Linked DNA regions of Pan troglodytes: region 1 is linked to region 2. Evidence: chromatin contacts called from public Hi-C data. All regions are on one chromosome and are shown on one strand. The core of a region is the stretch at or near the end of the contact, and the rest is flanking DNA. Distances in the headings are between cores, read along the strand shown. Region 1 has its middle 52 kb from the start of CIBAR1. Region 2 has its middle 190 kb from the start of LINC02906.

Region 1 (5,826 bases), core at 69-2,568, 270 kb after region 2:
GTCAGAGATCATTTTTAGATTATAATCTATTCAAAATCACTAGATTTGGGAATATATGGGACACTTTTAAGTGTTTTTAATGCTAATAGCAGAACTCATCAAAAATTCAGCTTAGCTCCTAAAATTTAGTTAGGTTACCCTCTTAAACAACAGCATCAAGAACTGATTGATTGGTTTTTTATTTAGACATTTTTAAGAAAAACCAATATGATTCAAGGTTTTGTGAAAAACAATGAATTTTTTTAAACCTTTTAATGGAAGTTAAACCTGCCTTATTCTAATTTATGCATTTAGGTTTGGGGCTATGAATATCATTTGGTCAAATACCACCCCCCCTAAAAAAAGAACTTATATTTTAAATACACAGATTCACATTTATGTAAATATAATACATTTATAACTTAACTAAGAAAAAATTGCTGAAGTAGATTTAATTTATACTTAAACCAACATTTAGTAAAATAAATAAAATTACATATTGGAATCATCAGTCACTAGAGTTACAAAAATCACAAGTTTATTAATGATAAATTTTCTTCACGATTTTGCTTTTCATGAAAATGCTTAAGACATTTTTCATGAAGTCATCTTTGGAATTTTTACAAAAGGTAGGCAGATATTTCTAATGGTGGTATATCATTTTATTTATCTATTGTGCAGATGTATACATCTGCTCTATAACACTCTGTTTAGCTGATTGCCACAGCATTAGAAAGAAAATGGCAAACTGTTTCCAGAAAACTGATTCTCATCTGCATCCTTTAAGACTAAAGGATGTCTTCTGGCTTAAAAAGAAAGGGAAATATACAAAGACAAAAAAATCAAATGGGTGATACAATTTGAAGTTTCTTTAAAAACTATTGTTGGAACCAGAATTGCAGAATTTTAGCTGGAAGATATTGTCAATTATACAGATTTTAAAACAACAACAACAACTCCAAAAGGCAACTCATGGGGAACGGCACGATTTAATGAAGATCTCTAAGGCAGAGAGCTAGTTTTCCCTACCACTTGCCATCAGAATCAGAAAATAACTCTTCTACAGAAATATCCAAAATGTGGAGGGACTATTTGCAAATTTTACATAAATTTGTGAAGTTACTGCCTAGAAGATGTGATTACAAACAAGTAAAAATCTAGCACATCTAACTCTCAGGTAGTTCAACATCGAATTTGTTATATGAGACATCAGAACATTTATAAATGGACAATCAGGAAGGCTTTTTTGACAGTAAACCAGCAACATCTACTGTCTGGAAATGGAAATAGCAAGGGAAGGCATTTCCTACACTGTATGCATGGGGCCCTGGGAAAAGGCGATGCGTTGTCACAGGTGCAGCTAAGACGTGAAGCAAAGTGAGCCTGGCTAGTGAGAGGTTGAGTACTCTGCAGACTGAAGAGAAGGAAGAGAAGAAAAACAGGAAGAGGGGGAGTTACTTAGCACAAGCACTGAACCTGCAAAGATACCAAGTAAGGAGGGAGGAAGGCAGGGTGCTAGGGACAGTGTCACCAGCAAGAACTATTTTTTTCTCTGAGCACTTACCTCTTTTCAGAGAAAATCTCCCTCCTGTGCCATCTACTTTATATCTTTCTGTTCTCTCCTTTCCCACTCTCCTCCCTAACTGCATCTCCTGCAAATCTTTTTGAACTGAAAACTACTGATGATCTGAGGTTTTTTAAATTGCTTCATAAATCAAGGAATTTCTAGCTTTAGGATAATACAGTGAACATTTACAGCTAGGCCTACCCTTGCAGGCCATCTACTCTGTATTTAACAGATGAAGAAACAAGCTAAGAAAATTTGGGTGATGTTGGGGTCACCCCACTGGTGAGAGACAAAACCCAATCTGGATACCAGATTTCCTCACGGATTGGGCCCAGTAAGAATAAATTTCCCTGTAAGGTGGCCATACCTACAAAAGAGTCCTCAAAAGTTTCCACACCCCTACTCTGTTTCTATTTCTTTTGCATATGCTTGGAATTTCAGAAGCTCAATAGAATTATACATTTTCCTCGTACACACTTTCCTCATTTTCTTTGAACTATTTTGAGGAAAATCAGAATTTAATATGAACACATAGCTTAGAAAGAAAACAAAATGGGCAGTTATCATTAAGTCAATGTATCTAATACGATATATTTCTGAAAAGAAGAAATCTAAATTTTAAGTTTTTATGGTCTTTTTTTAACACACACAACAAAAGGAAACACCTAGCTTTTTATCTTTAATTCCTTCTATCTTTATGCAATTTTCTGCCATAACACTGTCACTCATTGTGGAATGAAATTCCCTAGACAATCAGGAAATAGACTTTTTTTTTTTTAAAGCAAGTAGCTTAAGATGGGCTGGGTGCTTGGCTTTATGGTAAAGTTTCTAAATGATAATTTTAATTAATCAGTGTTCTAAAGATGATGTATCTCCTAATATGCACTTTATCTGCAAGTATAAAGCTCTAAACAAACCTTTCCTTTTTAACACCCTTTTACTGTAAATTAGTACAACCATTGTGGAAGACAGTGTGGCGATTCCTCAAGGATCTAGAACCAGAATACCATTTGACCCAGCAATCCCATTACTGGATATATACCCAAAGGATTATAAATCATGCTACTATAAAGACACATGCACACGTATGTTTATTGCGGCACTATTCACAATAGCGAAGACTTGGAACCAACCCGAATGCCCATCAATGATAGACTGGATTAAGAAAATGTGGCACATATACACCATGAAATACTATGCAGCCATAAAAAAAGGATGAGTTCATGTCCTTTGCAGGGACATAGATGAAGCTGGAAACCATCTCAGCAAACTAACACAGGAACAGAAAACCAAACACCGCATGTTCTCACTCATGAGTGGGTGTTGAACAATGAGAACGCATGGACACAGAGCGGGGAACATCATACACTGGGGCCTGTCAGCGGGTGGGGGGCTAGGGAAGGGATAGCATTAGGAGAAATGTAGATGACAAGTTGATGGATGCAGCAAACCACCATGGCACGTGTATACCTATGTAACAAACCTGCACATTCTGCACATGTGAAAAAAGAAAGGAAGACTTTGTTCCCCTTTTTTTCCAGAAACACCCTGGAGAGGAAATTTTTAATGTCAAAATGTAAAGCTATCCAGTTGTTTTCATTGTGGTCCTTCTATAAACAAGAGATAACAAGGCCAGGGTATTATTCGAATCCATTCTAGGTTTAGAAGCTAACAGTGTTGAATTTTACCAGACCCCTGTCCTCCCAGAAGACATCAAAGGTTAAATGATTAATGCCTCCACCTTTTTGTGTTCCATAAAATTGTTTCCTGCAAAGAACCACCCTTTCTACAGGGCATAGGTAAGACTTATGGACACCTCTTTTTCACCCATGACAAGATCAGACACAGACCCTCCAAAGTGTCTTTTTTTGGCTTATAAATGATTAGCTTACAATAAATGAACTTCTTGTCCCTATTGATCTATAGAAACAAAATGATTGTTGGCCAAACTAATCCTTCCTCCAGGTCCCTGAACTTTAGCCCACCCTCTGCCTAAGCCAGGGTCTCACCCCTATTTATGGCTATTTACTGGAAAATAGGCTGGATCAGGATAAAACGCTCCCTGTTCCATGGTCCTATACACTGCTTTCATTCCGTTTCCTCACACCAGCTCTTTCTTGCCTCATTCACTCCTCTTATTAAAAGCACCCTTTCTAGGACTGGGCATGGTGGCTCATGCCTGTAATCCCAGCACTTTGGGAGGCTGAGGCAGACAGATCACCTGAGGTCAGGAGTTCGAGACCAGCCTGGCCAACGTGGTGAAACCTCGTCTCTAAAAATACAAAAAATTAGCCAGGCATGGTGCCAGGTGCCTGTAATCCCAGCTACTTGGGAGGCTGAGATGGAAGAATCTATTGAATCTATTGAGGCAGAGATTGCAGTGAGCAGCAAAAACATCCTTTTAACCTAATTCTTGAAATACCAGAAGATTTTATGGTCTCAGCATTCTCCTTATTGCAACAGTTCCCCTCTCCCTACTGCAATAATCTCTTCCCCTCCTTGCAATAATCCTTTTGAATAAACTGTCTCCTTAGTAAGCCCGGATTTGTTTTTTATTTGACAAAACCAAGAATTCTAATTTAAGCTGAGATTAATCGACTAAATAAATGAGAGTTTAATAAGATAAAGCCTTCTTGCTCTAGAAGCAAAACTCTACAATGTTCCTATGAGTATTCCTATTTCTCTTATTTTTTTCTTTACTCCAAAATAAAATTGCAAAACTTTTCAAGGGCAAGGCTTTATGGGAAATATTTGCATTCAGATGAATGAAAGGTGAAATTAATTTTTATTTTACAAATCCTACTAAAACTCTCAGTATTTTCCAAGTCTCGTCGTGGCATATCAAGTTACCCAAATTTGCCCAGATCCAAGTTTACCTTCAATGAATGAGAGAACTGCTTCTTTAGTATAGGCTCACTAGATCTTCAGGCAACTCACTATTTTGCAATAGAGTGAGAAATCTAAATGTTTCCATTCAAAATTCCTGTAACAGGCTTAGTTCTCAGTTGTTTACCAGCACAGAAATCTAAATTTTCAATGACAAAAACCACATTGTGAGGCCTAGTGCTACTGCAAATCTTCAGGACACTTCTATGGCCAGAACTGACCAATACCATATGCCACATTATGTAAACAAATATGTACCAATGGGCTCAATTGTATAAACCACAGGAGGAAACAAAAATGATGAGCTGAACAGATGTCTTTGAAACATAATCATTTCTCTGGCAATCCAGGAGACAAAGACCCTTTGGTCTGTGGAAATAAGTTGGAAATCTTTATACACTCACTCTTTATTTAAAAAAAAAAAAAAAGACAATTAGTTGGCTTTTCATAAACTTAACTGATCTAGGTAAATGTGAATTAATTTAGCTAGTGCCTTTCTACACATGTTGGAAGGAATCATTCATTTCCCTTGACATTAGTTCTAGGCTCAGATCCAATGCCTATATACTCTGATTCATTTCTACTGTATTCATTTAATGCTGTGATCTATTTATTCCTTTATTTACTAAATATTTGTAGGCCTCCTACTGTGTGCTAAGCACTAGGGATACAGTTGTGAACACAATAGACAAAAATCTCTATCCTCATGGAACTTGCAATCTAGACAGGAAATAAACCAGATGAGTTTTTAAAATATAGAATGCTAGATGTATGATGTGCTAAGGAAAAAATAGTAATGAAGCAGAAAAAGGAGCTACAAAATGTTGTGGCACAGGATGATTTTAGTCACTGAAATGGTCACCATTTTTTTTTTTTTTTTTTTTTTTGAGACAGGGTCTCACTTTGTCACCCAGGCTGGAGTACAGTGGAGCAATCATGGCTCACTGCAGCCTCAACCTCCTGGGCTCAAGCGATCCCCTGGCCTCAGCTTCTCGAGTAGCTGGGACTACAGAACTACAGGCTCCTGCCACCATGCCTAGCTAATTTTTGTATTTTTTATAGAGATGGGGTTTCACCACCTTGTCCAGGCTGGTCTCAAGGGATACACACATCTCAGCCTCCCAAAGTGCTGGGATTACAACTGTCAGCCACTGAACCCAGCCAAAAAGGTGATTTTTGAGTCAAGATCTCAATGAAGGGAAAAAACTAGCCATGCCAGTATGTGGGGGCAACACTCCTGGCCAAGGGAGCAGCAAGTGCGAAGGCCTAGACATAGAAACTCTGCTACCCGCAGTGCTGAGCACCACAGAGGATAGAAAGAGAAATCAACTCCAAGAGCTTAACATCTAGTCAAGAAGGTTAGCACACAAAAGTCTTGAAACTAACATCATGTA
Region 2 (5,493 bases), core at 2,061-4,560:
GTCATAGATGTGAGAATGTTAAGACGGTACGAGGGACACAAGGAAAATCATTTGTGTAGCCAGCACACCACATATTTTAGCTGCAAATTCCTGGACTAGGTTCATAAAACACTCTCAGATCATGTCATGTACATTTTTCATAAGAGTTGAAACTCAGCTTTCATCTGAGGGTACTTCCGGGGACAAAGCTCTGTGAGAAATTGCAGTCTTATAGTTGTGTCAGTCCTCAATCAGGAGGATATTTAATGACAAGAAAGACACATAAGGAGCGATGAGAAAAGTGGAGTTCTTTCCTCTTTAAATAATCTGTAATGCCTTTTTTAATGCAACTGCAATTAGCCAAAGAGGAAAGTGTGGGACTATCTCATCCCATTTTCAAAAACCACCAATAGCACATATTACATACAAATAATGCATGGTATCATTTCAAATATTTTCTCACATTCCTTAGTTTATTCCCTTTACAATCCTTTGAGGCAGTCAGAAAGTGCATTGCTTTTGCAAGTGGGAAAGCAGAGGGAGGTAAGTTGCTTGCCAAGGTTGACACAGCTAGTTAGTGACAGTGTTTGATTGGAACCCAAATTTGTTGCATCCATCCAGGACACCCAGCACCACGTCAATCTATTATGCTAGTTCCATACTGCCCATGAGCTTCCAGGCGTTCCTAGAATCCATGAAAATTATATTTTTATTGAGACCCATCTGATTAATTGTGCTCTGTGTCCAAGCCAAAGAATGCCATAGTTAATTTAGAAAAATGGAAGTTTAAATGTAAATGCATCCAACATCTTGCATGCAAGACTCCTGCCTTGAATTTCTTATAGCACCTCTCTGTCAAAGAGCTCAGGAAAGTTTGCAGCCTCTTGCTAATCCTCCCAACAGGCCTGTGAAAGGCACACTGGGCAGTTTTAATTATGGCTGGTTTACAAATAGAAAAACTGAAACACAGATGGTGAAAAATGAAGCTGAGTAAGGGATTTCCCCAGAACCACTGGCATATCAGACCCAGGCCACTCTTTGCCAGGCCTGGGCAATCTCTACTTGGCCACATTTTCTGGGTAAGAGACCTCAAATGGCAAATGAGCATTAAAGACTCCAGTGTGTTTCAAATGCAATACACACATACTTGAGAGGTGGTAAAATAACAGGTTCAGAGGATGCGGTTGTTGTGAGGAGTCAATGATGCATATGGACAGTGCTTGGCATCAGGTAGCTGGCAGGTAATGTGGGCACAAGAAATGGAACAGAGAAATTAGTCTCTGCCTTGAAAAAAATGAGGTTGCTGATCTGGATACTCAATAAATATTTATAGAACAAAGGAAGAAAAAAAAAACAAGTGAGGGAGGGAGAGCCTTTTAAAATAGAAAACTGGGTTCATGCCCTTTCCCTGTGACTTGCTGGAGTTTCATAAAATGGTTTTATCTTCTGTAACGTGGTGGCTTTAGTGGTCTAAATACCATTCACAAACATATATTCTGGCCATAACATTTCTTAACACCGCCCTCGTAAGAGTCAACTCCCACCTCCCTGTGCGGGCTTCTTTGCTTGAGTTACCAATAGTTACCCCAACCTAACCAAAACACTTAATGCAGACACATCCTTTCTATTATGGGTTGTTTCAACTTTAGTGTAAAAGAAGGACAAGCCTTTTTTAAAGTAACTAAACATAGTTGGCTGTATTGCAATAGCTTGTGAGGTGCTCGTCATAAAACCAATCCTTTTCTTTTTTAATCTTTTTCTTGATTATCTCCAAAAATAAAGCATATTTCTTCCCTATGTGCCAGCTGCAGCCAGATGTAGGTAGGGTGTACAATTAAGACTCTGAAAACTTTGCTTAGCAAATTGAAGGAAAGATGTTAGAAAAACTCATGTAACTCACTTGCTATTTGGTTTTCTTTATGGCTAAATTCAATATTTTACCCCTTAATTCCAACACAGAGCCCCCTGACACTCAGGAAGCCTTGAAATGGTTTCCTGTCTCTGGTTTATCAGATTCAGTTGCTCTGCTCTATAGAATATTATTAACTATGCCTATGTTAAAAAGTAATAAGCAAAAAAAAAAAATGCTTGATTGCCTAGAAGGAGAGATTGTTATATATGAAAAAATTGAATTGCTTTTAACCTTTCCCAGGTAATGTATACAACTATTCTTTCAATGTTTAATCCCATTATTTAATGTAAGGAAATCAATAAATAAAATTGGGCTGACAGAAGTGGCAATATAATATCCTTTAATCTGCAGCTCACAGTGCATTTAAAAATAATAATTTTGAAAAGAGCATTTGAAAACATTTTATCTTAAAAATGCATATTTTGCTTATTCTAGTGTTTGTTGATTTGAAGGCTTTGAGGTCAGCCCAGTAAATATTCAGTTTGCTTGGCACAAACTGTGCAGGAATCTAATAGAAAGCAATATTGTTGAAAATGGATATCAATTGAAAACAGAGAGCAGTGTCAACTATTCCCCACTGGGAACAGACAACAATAAAACCAGTCAAGCATTACACAGCCGAGCCTGCCAAATGTCATTAGAGTGGAGAAAAAAGGAAAGGAACATGGTAGGGAAAGAAGCACTTTGCTTTATTTTTTTCCTCCAATTTAAAAAGACACACACACACACACACACACACACACACACACACACACCCCCAAGTGAGGGATAGGGAGAGAACATTTAGAGAATAAGGACAATAAAACCTAAAATTGTCCAAACCAGTGTCACCATTCTCTTAAAGTTGGCATATTCTCTTTTCTTTTCCAACGTGATTACATTATAAAGATTTTCAAATAATTTTTGTCTTTTCAGTTGATCATTTTCCCCCAATAACTCTTTTAATCAAGTGTATTCGTAATCACAAAGTTTTCCATTTTTAAATCAGCATTGCAATATCATTTATGGCAATCATACGTCTATCATCGTTTAATTAATTGATCTCAGTTCTGGGCTTTTGAAATGTATACTTTTTCACTGTTAACCATCAAGCGTCAGTGGAGAGCCTTTCAGAGGGAACGGGCTGCAGAGAAGCCCTATCTCTGGGTGAAAAGAAATATTTACAGTAGCTCTGAAATCTGTTAAATTATGAGGATGTGGGAAAAATCATTGCCGGGCAATGGGACCATGGGGAAAAACACATCATCACTCCCAATCCCACCTGAAGGCAGAACTGGGAACCAGTGACTTAGCCCCAAAACTTCTGCCATATCTGTGGCATTTTCATTGATGATTTGTAAATTTTCAAACAAAGAAAAATTGTCTCCTACAGACAATGGTCAAGCTGCTGAACAGCCAGCCAAGAGCTCCCCCTAGTGAAGTTGCACAAGTATTAGTGTGAGTTCCTCCATACATGCACGTCTGCTCATACACACACACACACACAGATTTGACTCGTTTGTCCAAAATATTGTCCACCCCACCTTCTTTCAAAATAACATGAACAAAAATTCCCCAAACTCTCCTGAATGTTTTCTACCATTCATTGTTAAACTCCACACCCAGCAGTAAAGAGCCAGAGAGAACTCCCTTTTAGAAGGCAAAACTGTCAATCTGATCATATCATTTTGAAATCATAATAATCACATATTGGCTCCAAATCTGCATCCTCAAGTAGATGCTATCAGTGTAGAAACTCCTCAGGGGCAGCATATTACTATGTAATTAGCATAATAACTTTGTTGTGTAAACAAAATAAAAGACAGGCTTGAATGCGAGAAATATATCTTACACTGTAGTGGCGTCTACAGCTTCTACAGAAAAACCTATTGTTCTTCGCCAAGTTTTTATTTTTGTCACAGTATTACTTTGATTAAACACGTGCTGATACATGCAAGCAGCTTTCTTTGTAAGTGTACTGCCTTTGTATACATGTATACACATGACCATATATTTTACTGCAAAACAATCTACAGAACACTCATCCTACTCATATTTAACAGGACTAATTTGCTATAACACCAGCATTGCATCTCCCAAGTCAGCCCTAATTCCTTCAAATACATTTTGGCTTCCTCCAAAAAGATATTTTATCGGTTTTATGAGCCTGGATAGGGCTCTGAAGGGAGAACAGGCATTCTTTAGTGGGGAGAAGGTAGCAAGCGTAGATATCAGATGCATAGATGAAAAGGATTTAATATCTTCCTAAAAATTCTTTGAAAGCCATATGAACATTTTTAGGAAAATATAAATGACTGCCATTTTACAATTAACAGCTGCTTATGTTAAGCACCGAATACTCCCTAGCTCCTGCTAATATATTTTTTCTTAAACCATAGATCCACAAGAGAAGTGATAATAGCTCTCAGATGCTAAAGGTAAGTCTATTTTTCTGGGAGATTCTAACCCTAGAATGCAATTTGTTTAGGTTCCATATATTTACGCTCAATTCTTGAAACCAGCAGGCCATCAGAATGACACAGATTAGGTTATTGTTATGTAGGGTTGCTTTTATCATGGAGCTCATTTACATAAAAATCATATGCATATAGGAACTAAATTTAAATAAACCAGTTGGCTTAGAAATACCATTACTTACCTCCCTGGAGGATGGTGACAATTAATACTGACATCTTTGCGAAGCTTTGCTGGGACATGCTGCCATATAAATATAAATAATAACATTTCAGTTTTATTACAATATTTTTAGGATATTTTAAAAACTCATTTAATATACGCAGATCCTTGTTCTTTCCATAATTCTCAGACCTCCACAAATCCAAAAGAGAAGAGGTAGGGGACTAGGGAAGACAGCATAACTAAGCCATTCATCGGGACAAATGTGGATATGACCAGTTTTACCAATTGGCACCACTATTAGGGCAAGAACTTCACGTTCACGAAACCCACACCTATGATGAACTCTTCTACAATTCATTGTTGGACAATGGGTATATAATTCAGCCTGCAAAAACTGATTTTTTTTACCTTACAAAAGGGGGAGTTAGAATTCTCAACATCTTCTTGAATCAAAAAGAAGTACTAAATAAAGAATCGAAGTTGGACCTATTACGTTAATTAAAATTCTGAGGGCATCTCTGAAAGTGTAATTTGGCCCAATGTGTGGTTTTTTTAAAATCATGAAAATTAGCTAATGAATATTGTGCAGTCACTTCCCTAACATAAAATAACTCAACCATTCAAATGGCACAAATTCCAAAATGGTCTAACTTACAATACATCATTGTTTGCTTGTTTGTGTTAGAAGTGCTTAACCTAATAACATGGTGAAATTGTATCCCTTTAAAAATTCCAATTTTTTATGAATTAACAAGAGACTCATGGCTGAATTTTTTTATGAGTTTAGCTATTACAATCCCAAATACTAAACTCTGACAATATTTACTGCTGCTTAAATTCATTAATCAGAATTTGGTCCTGTCAGTTTTCACTAGGTTGGGAGTCAGAAGTCTCAGGCTTTTGAGCAGGCACTGACAATTCTGGACTGCTTGATCTTGACTAGGCCACTGTGTCCTTGGACTTTCAGTTTTTTCATCTGTAAA

The links. A called contact is a pair of places that touch in the nucleus more often than the background predicts.
Region 1: a Hi-C map of induced pluripotent stem cells shows a contact between it and region 2, with 2.1 times the contacts expected there. The contact joins two enhancer-like sites. A contact is called at or near these places in 3 of 7 Hi-C or Micro-C datasets (induced pluripotent stem cells and stem cell-derived neural progenitor cells).

Annotation. Positions count from the first base shown.
Region 1 is chr7:103,853,388-103,859,213 of NHGRI_mPanTro3-v2.0_pri, forward strand. No RefSeq gene overlaps it. Among named protein-coding and RNA genes, the nearest start is that of CIBAR1, 52 kb to the right of the region's middle. Within about 2 kb of position 1,319, at least 4 of the 24 cell types and tissues checked have an H3K27ac peak or open chromatin away from gene starts, as enhancers often do. A contact at or near this core is called in induced pluripotent stem cells, where this site is marked.
Region 2 is chr7:103,580,466-103,585,958 of NHGRI_mPanTro3-v2.0_pri, forward strand. No RefSeq gene overlaps it. Among named protein-coding and RNA genes, the nearest start is that of LINC02906, 190 kb to the left of the region's middle. Within about 2 kb of position 3,311, at least 6 of the 24 cell types and tissues checked have an H3K27ac peak or open chromatin away from gene starts, as enhancers often do. A contact at or near this core is called in induced pluripotent stem cells, where this site is marked.